Regions from separate parts of the Mus musculus genome. Here region 1 is linked to region 2. A link is a contact called in public ChIA-PET data. All regions are on one chromosome and are shown on one strand. The core of a region is the stretch at or near the end of the contact, and the rest is flanking DNA. Distances in the headings are between cores, read along the strand shown.

Evidence for each region. ChIA-PET counts read pairs in DNA pulled down with a chosen protein or histone mark.
Region 1: a contact with region 2 is called in an RNA polymerase II ChIA-PET map of memory CD8 T cells, with 6 read pairs. The contact joins the promoter of Fto here to the enhancer-like site in region 2. A contact is called at or near these places in 3 of 39 promoter capture datasets (neutrophils, pre-B cells and stem cell-derived epiblast-like cells), 1 of 484 Hi-C or Micro-C datasets (CD4 T cells) and 1 of 115 datasets of contacts at active chromatin or transcription factors (memory CD8 T cells).

What each region holds. Positions count from the first base shown.
Region 1 is chr8:91,311,797-91,317,453 of GRCm38.p6, forward strand. Fto (fat mass and obesity associated) reads left to right here and starts at 1,729. Exons shown (of 9, transcript NM_011936.2): 1 at 1,729-1,824. The coding sequence starts at 1,780. Rpgrip1l (Rpgrip1-like) reads right to left here and starts at 1,426. Exons shown (of 26, transcript NM_173431.2): 1 at 1,407-1,426.
Region 2 is chr8:90,792,824-90,798,787 of GRCm38.p6, forward strand. No RefSeq gene overlaps it. Among named protein-coding and RNA genes, the nearest start is that of Gm19935, 22 kb to the right of the region's middle. Within about 2 kb of position 2,723, at least 177 of the 459 cell types and tissues checked have an H3K27ac peak or open chromatin away from gene starts, as enhancers often do. A contact at or near this core is called in memory CD8 T cells, neutrophils, pre-B cells and 1 more, where this site is marked.

The DNA of each region.
Region 1 (5,657 bases), core at 479-2,978, 520 kb after region 2:
ATTAATGCAGGAGTTAGTTGTTTGGTGATATTTCTGGTTATCATGACCGAGAAGAAAATTGTTACTGGTCTGATGTAGGTAGATGGCACAGTGAATTCTCCCTCTTTGCTATGATCCACTTACAACCTTCCCTGCTTTCCTCACATATGGCATGCTTTTATCTTGCTCCTAAGGCTCTTCTGTCTCCTCATACTTCAGAGCTCAGTCCAACTGACCTTTCCTTAGAGTTTCCCTTACTGTTCTGTGTTAATTTTCTTCCTGGTTTCTAACTTTTCTTTTTCAAGGGAAGCCCAGGCTGTCTAGGCTGACATGAAATTCACCAAGAACACTAAACATACTGGCCTCAAATTCTCTATTTTTTCCTTGTGTTTTTTTTTTCTTTAAAAAATGGGGGGGGGGGTCATCTCACTATATAAACTTGGCTGGAATTCAAAGATCTCCCTGCCTCTACTTCCAGAGTGTTACGATTAAAGTCGGGTGTCACCATGCCCTGAGTAGACTCTGAATTTGTCCTGAGTGTGCCACCACCCTGCTGTGGCTTATTGCTTACAGCAACAGCCTTTGTCATTATCCCAGAGTTGTATCGTAATTCATTGTCATGTCATGCATTTTTAACCTAGTATATTTTCACACCTATATCATAGTTTCTTGCTTATATCTGTCCCCTACCACTCCCCCCCCCATCTCTCTAGCTTCCTCTCACTGGTCTCCTTCCTCCCCCAAATAGTTCCTCTTCTGCTATCTGATGTCACATAGTAGACATTAACGCTATCATTTATTGAATGAATGAATGAATGAATGAATGCCAGGCACTGAGTTTAAACAAAGTCTCTGCCCTGTAATGGCTTTAACAGACTATGGGAGTAGTCAGATGAGAAACAGTAATAAAGAATAAAAGATAGGCCACTAGAAACTGATTGTGGTGGTGGGAACTTGAGGCAAGACCTATTATTGATTGAATTTGAGACGAGCATGGGCTAAAAAGGCTAGTTTAAGGCCAGCCTAGGATGCATAGGGAGACCCCCTTTTAAAAACTAATCGACAATCAGCAGCAGCAGCAACAACAACAACAGTAACAAGCCAACAACAACAACAGTAACAAGCCTCTTGGGAGGCTTAGGTTCTACCATCCAAGCCCAGTTTCTGGGAAACAGAGTGAAATGTGACTGGGACCTTTGAGTTGTAGGACTTAGGGTTGCCAATTCTTATCAGCTGCGTTTCTGGCTGGGCGGGCGGTCAGGGCGAGTCAGATGCAGGCCTGCGGATGTGGAGGTGTGTCGGGATGGACTGCTTTCCACGCAAGAATCCCAGGTCTATCCTGGGCTTCGAACAGACTCCAGGCTCAGTTGTGAGGCCGCGGAAGAGCCAGCCAACCTGCATTAGCCCCCACCTCACAGAGTACTCACCTCCGCGTTCGCCCTCAGCTAGCTACCGGTTGCTATAGCGCCCAGGGCGCGAGCCTCTGCAGGCCCAGAGGAGCACGGGAAAACAGTGAGTCCCGTTACCCACTGGGAAATGTAGTTCTCCGTAGGGTGCGGGCCGTCGGCGGGTCGCGTAGCGGACTACGCTAGCCCTGCTAGCTGACTGGAGAAATTCAGCTCCGGAGCCCAAGGAGTACTCGGGAGTCTCGCGCAGCATTCTGGGAAGGGTAGTTCTTCTAGGTATTAGAGCAAATGGCTCCAGGCGGGAGAGAGCCGTTGAGAGAACTACACACAGGAGGCGGGGTCCAGGGCGAGGGGGAACACGGCCCACGGTGGCGAAGGCGGCTTTAGTAGCAGCATGAAGCGCGTCCAGACCGCGGAGGAACGAGAGCGGGAAGCTAAGGTATGTGGGGCTCCGGGCGTCTGGGATTCTGTGTTAGTCCCGGGCTAGAGGCAGGGGACCCGCAGACCCGCTGGGATGGCTGAGTGGATGCTCGGCGTTAAGCCAAGGGGTGTCAGGGCCTTGTTTGCAAGAGACCTGCAGACGTGGTGTGAGTGTGCGCGCGCACGTCTGTGCTGTGAATTCATATTGCTCTGGATGCAGATCTGGATACAGTTAGTCTTGGTCAGAAATGAAAAGATAGACATCTATGTCCCTGTCCTGCTTCTGTCCCTATTCCTTGGTTATATTTGTAGCCACTCTCGAGCCTCAGTTTACCAGTTTACCACCTGTGTGTTTTCAGCTCGAGCGCAGCTGAGCCACAGATTTAGTATGGTGACATGTTTTTATTTGGAGCATTGCCTCAATGGCCAGATGACTTGTCTGCGTGGTCAGCACATCAGATACGCTTTACATAGCTTCTGTGGGTAGTACATTCCTGGACTCCGTCCTTGCTGTTCAGCTTTCTGACAGTGGACACTCCTTGGGATGACAGTAACAGCAACGGCGACTTATTTGCAGCATTTTTTTTTTTTTGTATCAGACACCTACATTAAATGCATAATTATTTCATATCATTGCAGCAGATGGCAAGACAGATATTACATAGGTAGAGTATAAACAGTCCGTTATGAAGATGAGCACTGGAAGCTCAATATTTTCCTTTTCCCCCATCCCCAAAGTTGGGACCTATTGATTTGTTCTAACTTATCAGCATTCAGTCCCCCTCAGTGGACACAACAGATTCTGCCCATCTTAAAAGTCTCTCTTGTCTGTAGCTCATTTGGCCAAAGGCCCTTGGCTATGCCGTTTGGTGCTTATTCTATGGTAGGTAAATACTGGCAGCGAGGATCAGTAGGAAATAAAACAGGTACAGTACTTGCTGTCGTAGAATTTTGTCTTGTAAGATTCCTAAGTCAGTTAGGAATCTAAGGGTTTTGGGTCTTGGGTGTAATGGCCTGAGTTATGTATTTTACAGACATGGACACGGAGTCTGGCAGAAGTTGGCCTTTGCTCAGGGCCTTTTGTTTCCTAGGTGGCATTAGGGATCAGGAGCTGCCCCTCTCTAATCTCCTAGCTCCATTTCTAGTCTCTTTGTGAAAGACATTGAAGTACTGGCTGATGCGAAGCACAGGTAGTTGTGTTAAGTCCTAGACAATGTCTCAGTAATCGTAAGTGATTGCTTGACTTTCTGTTCAGCTAAGTTAAGGCCCAGTGTATAGAGAGAATCTTGCAGTCATTTGTTGTGAACAATTTGATAAGTTTTGACTGTACGTATATGCAAAATGTTCCAGTTGCATAGAGGGCATGGCTCTTTTAAAAAGTTATTTCTTTACAGCCGATTTCTTTATTTTACCCCCAGGCAGTCATGCGATCAGTCATGATTGTTGAATCTATGCTTTCTAGAGTTTTTCATCTAAGCCGAAGCAGACAGCATATACCCGGATGCCGTTTTTACTGATCACAGTAATTTTTGAGACCTATACGTGTTAACGCACATGTTATCAATTGTTCCGTTTCTGTGGCTGAGTGGTAGTGCACTTTGTGTGATTCCACTTATTCATTCACTCACCTGTGGCTGGGCATTTGGATTCTTACAGGTTGGAGGCTAACAAGGAAAACAGCCATGGAAAAATCCTGTATCTTTATTTACACTGCGTAATGCGTCCATTTGCCATTTCCCAAAGTATTTCACCTCTGTGTCTAGGCAATTTGTTTGTTTGTTTGTTTGTTTGTTTGCTTGCTAGGGCCACCTTTGATGGATATTGTATGTGTGTGTGTGTCTGTCATCTGTGTACGTCTGTATGCATGTATGCAGGTGCATGTGCTGGTGTGTGTCTGTCAAGATGAAAGCTCCACACTGAGTTTCTTTTTCAGTTGCTTTTCACCTTATTTTGGGACAGGAGCTCTCCTGGAACTCAGAGCTCACTCACCGAGCTGCTCACTCACTGAGCTAGGCTTGCTTCTCAGCAAGCCCTGGAGATCTTCCTATCTTCACCTTTGCTGAGCTGGCATTTCAGGCCTGCACTGCACTTGGCTTTTTACATGGGGCTGGCGATCCACACTCAGGTCCTCTCGATTGTGGCAAGCACGTCATTAACTGGGCCATCTCTAGCCCCAGAACATTACCATATAAATAGAATCATGTATATGTGACCTTTCTGTTTGGCTGCTTTCACTCACCATACGTGTTCATCCATGCCGAGGTTCGTAGATCTTATAACACTTATCCATGCTTCCCATTACCCAGTAGATGACATTCCTATTTCTGGACACACCACTTTTTTTTATATTTGTTTGTTTATTTACTTACTATTCTTTTCTGTTGCTGTGATAGAACACCACAACTAAAAGCCAGCAGGGGAGGAAAGTGTTTATGTTATCTTCACTGTCTTGTGATAATTCATCATTGAGGAAAGCCAAGGCAAGAACTCTTGGGAGGAACTGTAGCAGAAACCCTGGAAGAACATTGCTTACTGGCTTGCCCTTTTTGATAGTGTCCAGGACCATGTGCCCAGGGTGGCACCACCCACAGTGGGCTGGGTCCTCCCATATCAATCATGGATTAATTATCCACATACCCACTGGCCAATCTGCTGGAGGCAGTTCCTTAATTTAGATCCCCAGGTAACTGTAGTTGTGTCAAGGAAATGTAATGCTATGTGAGCAATTTGACTTTTTTTTTTTTTTTGGCTGTCATAAAAAATGATACCCTAAACAGTTGCAGCCTAGTTTCTGTATGGACAGGGTAGAGGTCTGGTAGTAGAGCTGCTCGTCACATTATAAGACTATGCTCAATATTTTGAGAAACTGCCACTCTTTGCCACACAAGCTGCGCTCCCCCACATTGCTCATAGAGACTTTGAGGGTTAGGATTTCTTCAAGTCCTTGTCATAGCTTGCTACTGTTTGTCTTTTCATTGTAGCCTTCATGGTGACCAGGAGGGAGTAGTTCATTGTGGTCTTCATTTGTATTTCCCTGATGACCAATGATATTATATATTATCGTATACTTCACGAACATGTGGGTATTCTTTTTTTTTCTTGTGTGTATGTGTGTGTGGTGTGTATGGGTGTGTTTGCATGCATGTATGGACATAAATGGTAGTGATGCATGCTTATGCATGCTCATTGTGTAGAGGACTGAGGTAGATGTGGGGAGTCGTCCCTGGCCATGCTTTATTAGTCCTGAGACTAGAGGCAGAACCCTAGCACTCCTACCTAGCACTTACCTGGCCTCTGAGAATATCTTCAGCACCAAGCCATCTCCCAAGCCCCATGTGAAGTGTGTGTTCACATTTTTTTAAACCATTTTTATTGTTGTTGTTAGCTTATTAAGTTTTATGAGTTCTTCATATTTCCTAGGTATATTTATTGCCTTGGCTTCTTAATAAGCTAGGATTACAGTCCTGAGCCAGTGTGTTAAGCTTTTGAAATATTTGTCCTGAAGTCACAAAAGTTTCTTGTTTGCTTTTTAAATTGGATGCTGTCATTTCTATAGTCATTACCTTTGATTCTCCTTTTCTCTTTGTAATAACGTAGGTTATATCTTTTTTACTTGCAGTTGCTTGTATTGTAGACTTTATATACTCTCTAAATCCAAAGGGAGAAGAAGACTGGACTAAACATCTGGCTTTGCAGCGAAACATCCTTCACTCTGTGTTGATTATCAGAGCGCACATACATGTATCCATGCATTTGAACACAAGCTTGTCTTACAGTGGACGGTTCAGTCGTATTTGTTAGATATATTTGGCTGAAGTTAGACCATTGGGTCTCCTATTTCCTTGGTATTAG
Region 2 (5,964 bases), core at 1,473-3,972:
AGCTCCTTGGGTACTTTCTCTAGCTCCTCCACTGGGGGCCCTGTGATCCATCCAATAGCTGACTGTGAGCATCCACTTCTGTGTTTGCTAGGCCCCGGCATAGTCTCACAAGAGAGAGCTATATCTGGGTCCTTTCATCAGCTTGCTTTCTTATAGAACCCAAGACTACCAGTGCAGTGATGGCACCACCCACAATGGGCCCTCCCCGCTTGATCACTAATTGAGAAAATGCCTTACAGCTGGATCTCAAGGAGGCATTTCCTCAAGAGAGGCTCCTTTCTCTGTGATAACTCCAGCTTGTGCCAAGTTGACAGGAGGTGGGGAGGAGGAGGAGGAAGAGGAGGAAGAGGAGGGAGAGGAGGAGGAGGAGGGAGAGGAGGAGGAGGAGGAAGGGAAGAGGAGGAAGGGAAGAGGAGGAGAGGAGGAAGAGGAGGAGGAGGAAGAGGAGGACTTACTTTGGCTTATTGTCAGTTGCCAGTTCCAGAGAGTTTGGTCCATGATCTCTCAGATCCATTGCTTCAGTCATCGTATGCCGAGCTGATCACAGAAGGGCACTCTGCCTGCAATCCTCAAATTTGGAACCTGAAGCTGATGCAAGAGTTCCAGACCAACCTGGACTACATAACATAGCAAGACTGTGTCTGGAAAATAAAATAGCAGGGAGGAATGCAGCTCAGCAACTGAATATGCCTGACATGCACAAGGCCCTGGGTTTGATCCCCAGTGCCAAGGGAGGAAGGGAGGGGGAGGTGGGAGGGGCATTGAGCACAATTTGACACGGGAGAAAGGAAGTAGGCCCCCAGCTTCAGACTATAGATAGCTCTGAATCCTCAGTTTTTGCCTGTTCTTGAGAGCCAGTCTATGCAACTTCTAGGACGAGCGTCTTCTTGACATTCCTGAGTGTTCCTAAAATGGCTCATGCTTGCTATCCTGGCTGTGTCTGCTCAGCACAGTTAAGGAAGGTGACAACAAGCTGTCTCTCTGCACACGACACGAGGGATTACAAAGGAGACATCTTTGGCTTCTGGATTCCAGAGTTTTCTCCATGGCCCCAAAATCCCTGCTCTGAGAATGTGCAAGACATCCATGCTCAGGGCTGCCAGGCTGGCCTGCATCTCTTTGCCTCTCCTGCCCTCTAGTGGTCACTCCCCATGCTGATCTTTCCACACCATTTTTTTGCTACTGAGTTTTAAAATACAAAACCTGTAAAGAAAATTCTTGCAAATGTATCCAATGCTCAGTGGAACTTCATCTAGCTTTATATGTATTCGACATATCTATTTCTATATGTAGCTTTAAGATACCTTAAGGCTGGACTTATAGTTAAGTGATAGAGCACTTCCTTACCCAGCATACACAAGATCCCAGGTTTTATTCCCCCAGCACAATAATAATAAACTTACCTGTGCATTCATGTACCAGATGCCAATCCCACAAGCTAGGCCCTCTTCAGGAGAATCACAAGTTCAAGGCCAGTTTGGTCTATATAGCTAGTTCTAGGCTAGCTTGGACTTTAGAAGGAAAACCTAGTGTGTGTGTATGTGTGTGTGTGTGTGTGTGTGTGTGTGTGTGTGTGTGTGTGTGTGTGTGTGTGTGTGTGTGTGTGTGTGTTCTATTTTAAGTGTGTGTGTGTGTGTGTGTGTGTGCGTGTTCCATTTTAAGTATATTTTATAAACTTATTACATGTTATTATATTAACATATTATATATAAATAATAAGTTAAAATGTAGCTTTTATGTTCATGAAGCCCTAGCTAGAACGACTAAGAGTAAAAGTTCTAGTCAAATGTTCAGTGCAGTTGATGGTGCTGCAGAGGATACAGGGGATGCCCTAGAGCGTCCTGAAAGGCATCCTGGGAAAGTGAGAGTGAAAATATGAAGGGTGAGGGACCAGAGCTATGATGGCAAAAAGCCAGGGAGTTAGCAAGTCAAAACTTCTGTGTCCAGGGAGAGTAGGATGAGCTTGAAGAAGGGAACATAGAGCTGTGTGGCTGGAATGTCAAACACTGGAGCCTGGGATGGTGGGAATACAGACGGGAGGACTACACGGTGGTCTTCGTGTGAATCTTTGTCTTTATTAAGATGAACCGTTCATTCTCCCTTTCCTCTCTCCCTTCCTAGCCCCCTCCTTCTTCCTGTCTTCCCTTCCTCACTCTTCTTCCTTTCTCCTTCCTTCTTTGCTTCCGGTTGTAAACCCTGGCTGCCCCTTGGGACCATCTAGTCAAAACCTCAGCCAGCAAGATCATTAGGGCTAGGATGAGCATCTCTGGTTTTTAAGGTCTCCCTGGGTGATTCCAGTGTGTGGCTCCAGGAGAAGCCTCCTGGAGACCTAAGAAAGCCTGAATTGTTCGCTTGCCTTTTCCTCCCTCTAGTGACTGTTCTGTGCTCCTAAATCTGCTCTAAACCTGCAGGCAGATGTTACCTCCAAGAAGGTAAATTCTCCTGCCTGACTCTCCACCAGATAGTTGAAGTTTTGAAACAGCGCCCAGGGTGCTGGAAACCCTCAGACCCCAGCCATCAAAGACCTGCGTGGAGGACAGGGAGCTGTGTATACAAATATGTCCAGCCCGGAAGAAACTAAAAACCCTACAGCCTTTCACTCTTTTTACCCTGCCCCTGGAGGAAGCAGGGCCAGCCCCGCCCACACTTCCTTCTCCCCACCGCACCCCACCCCCACCATCCCTTGCCTCTGTTCCATTCTGTCCCCTAGGTGGTGCCAAAGAGCAGTGAGCCTGTTTTCTGTTTTGTTGTACTTTGATCAAGATTAGATCTCTGTTTTGAAAAAGCCCCACTACCGGCAGGTGGAAGAGGGTTTGAAACTGGACCATAGCATCAGAGGAGAGCAGGTCAAAGCCATTAGTAACGCAATTCTGGTGCGAGGTGATGGTGTCATGGCCGCTCTGACTGTAGCAGAAAAAGAAGAGTCACATTGTAGAGAGTGTTGGCTTCCTGTTGGCTTGCACACAGCAGCCAGCTCAGAGAGGAGAGGGATGCGTCAGGGATGTTTTTAGATTCTTGTTTGAATAAACAGATGGGTGTTGGAGTCAGTTCCTGGGGCAGGGAACAGAGGAGCAGATTTCAGGGGTGGAAAATAAGAAAAGTACCAGGGTGGTTATGAACAAATTCAGGATAATGGGCTACAAGAGCCAGGTCACTGTACTCATTTGTGCAGTAAATAATCCAGGCGTGACGGCAGGTGCCTGGAATACCGTGCTTAGGAGAGATGGAGGCAGGGAAACCTAGCTCAAGTTCATCCTTGGATATATAAGGAAGCTTGAGCTAGAGACCTTGTTTCAAAAACACACGCATCCTCACATGGATACACACATTTTCAGCCCTTCGTAATTATCAGGCACAGATTTAAGCTTTTCTCCTTCGAGAAGTTAGACTGGAGCTCGTCCTCTGGTCTCTGGGTAGGACCCTGCCTTACTTCTGCCAGTTGAAAATCCAACAAGGATTTAGCCAGTTCATTCTCAGAGCTGACCACACAGGAGGCACAAAAACCACAATGTTCCTCTTGACTTAAAGAGTTTGTGTCTCTGGGGAGTTTGTATGTTTCTCTTGCCTTCCTGGCCTCAAGTTTATAATCCTCCTGCCTTAAGTCTTTCCAAGTGGTAGGATTACAGAACACCAAGCTTGGCAGAAGATTCCATTTCTGACCTGCTTTTCTGACCTTGACAAAGTAAACTTTTTCTGAAAGTTAAAAAAACAAACAAAACAAAACAACTGGAACCTAGAAACCACATTCACCTGGGACATGACAGTAAAACTGTTCAGGTCTGAAGAAAGGAAACCCACTGTCCTGTTGTCTCATCCATGAACCACAGGAAATATTTCTCCCTGTAAGTCACAGACCTTAACACAAAAGGGCTTTGAGACAGAAAGGACAGTGGGCTTCATCTCAGCACTTTGGAAGTGACAACAGAAGGAGAGTAAGTTCCAGGCTAGCCTGCTGTACGGAGGAAGACTGTCTAAAACTAAAAAAGACAGGAAGGAAATAAAGTACTGTGAGTAACTGAAGAAGAGAAAGTTCTTGGAGTCCCTGAGCAGCAAAGTCAAAGAGCCAGAAAGGCAAAGAGGAATCAATAGAAACCATCTAGCCAGTCTTTCCCAGAGTGATTTCCTTGGAACACTGCCTCCTAAAGAATACAGAAATTTAAGTGCTGTTTGATATCAGGATTTTAAAAGGTTGGAAAGCCACCTGTGGTTTGTCGAACCTCTTAGAACTTCAAAGTATATACATAGACATTAAATATCAAAAATTTGCTAATGAACCTCCTTACATTCTATGGACCATATATGGCCAAACTCACTTGACCATCTATCTAATACTATCCTTTTAATATGCCTGGGGATATATCCTGACAAAAATATACATTTATAAGACAGCCACAATGGCAGAATTTGAGAGATGAGACAGGAAGTTTAGGTGTTCAAGGCCATCTTCAGCCACCTAGGAAGTTTGAGGCTAGCCTAGGCCATATGAAACACTAAAAATCAAATCCAGGAGTGGTGGCATCGCCCTTTAATCCCAGCACTTGGGAGTGGGAGGGGGGCAAAAGCAAGCAGAACTTTGTGAATTCAAGGCCAACTTGGTCTACATAGTGAGTTCCAGGCTTCTAGGGGTACATAGTGAGAGCCTGTCTTAGGGAGAGAGAGAAAGAGAGAGAGAGAGGCACAAATATATTCATTTATACTTATATAATGACTATAACAATGGCCATATTTTATTTTCTACTCTATGCAATAAACTTTTTGTTGTTTCATTTATTCTTCAAAACAACCCTATTCTTATATAGCCTTATTGTATTTACACATGTTGTAGTTTATTCTGCAATATTTTCCCCAAGGCTTATACATTGAAGGCTTGGTCTCCAGCTGGTGGGACTACTGGAGGGTCATGCAATCTTAGGCATACTCTAGTTGACGGTCATAGCCCACTGGAGATAGTATGTAAGTACCTGGCACTCCCTCTCCTTGAACTCCTCTCTCTTCCTCCTACTGGCTGCACAAAGTGAGCACCTCTGCCCTTTGCATTCTGCCTCACCACAGCCCCGGAAACAAAAGCTGAGCAGGTGCTAAAACCTCTGAAACTATGGACCAAAATAAGTCTATATCATTTCTCACTTGATACAAGGTTTCACTTTTGTACTGGCTAGTTTTGTGTCAACTTGACACAGGCTGGAGTTATCACAGAGAAAGGAGCTTCAGTTGGGGAAATGCCTCCATGAGATCCAGCTGTGGGGCATCTCCTCAGTTAGTGATCAAGGGGGAAAGGCCCCTTGTGGGTGGGACCATCTCTGGGCTGGTAATCTTGGTTCTATAAGAAAGCAGGCTGAGCAAGCCAGGGGAAGCAAGCCAGTAAAGAACATCCCTCCATGGCCTCTGCATCAGCTCCTGTTTCCTGACCTGCTTGAGTTCCAGTCTTGACTTCCTTGCTTCCTTGGTGATGAACAGCAATATGGAAGTGTAAGCTGAATAAACCCTTTCCTCCCCAACTTGCTTCTTGGTCATGATGTTTTGTCCAGGAATAGAAACCTGATGACTTTGTAGCCCAAAACTTAAACTTAAGGCCCTCCTGTCTCATCCTACCAGGTTGTCATTCCCTGATTTCCTTAGATATTGTATCACAGTCGCAGAAAGCTGACTAATATACATATAAAGGTATACAAAATGTAACTGATGAGACAATGAGGTTCTGCTGGACAGTAGTAGTGCACACCTTTGATCCTAGCACTAGGGAGGCAGAGGCAGGAGGATCTCTGAGTTCAAGGCCAGCCTGGTCTACAAAACAAATTCCAGGACAGCCAAGGCTACAGAGAAACTGTCTCAAAAGGAAAAGAAAGTGAGGCTCAGAATACTTCCCCCAAAGCAAAGAGATGATAAGTAGTGACAATAGGGTTCAAGACATCGCACCCCAAAGTATAATAGTGTGGGCCTGGGTACCAGAGGTTTTCCACGGAG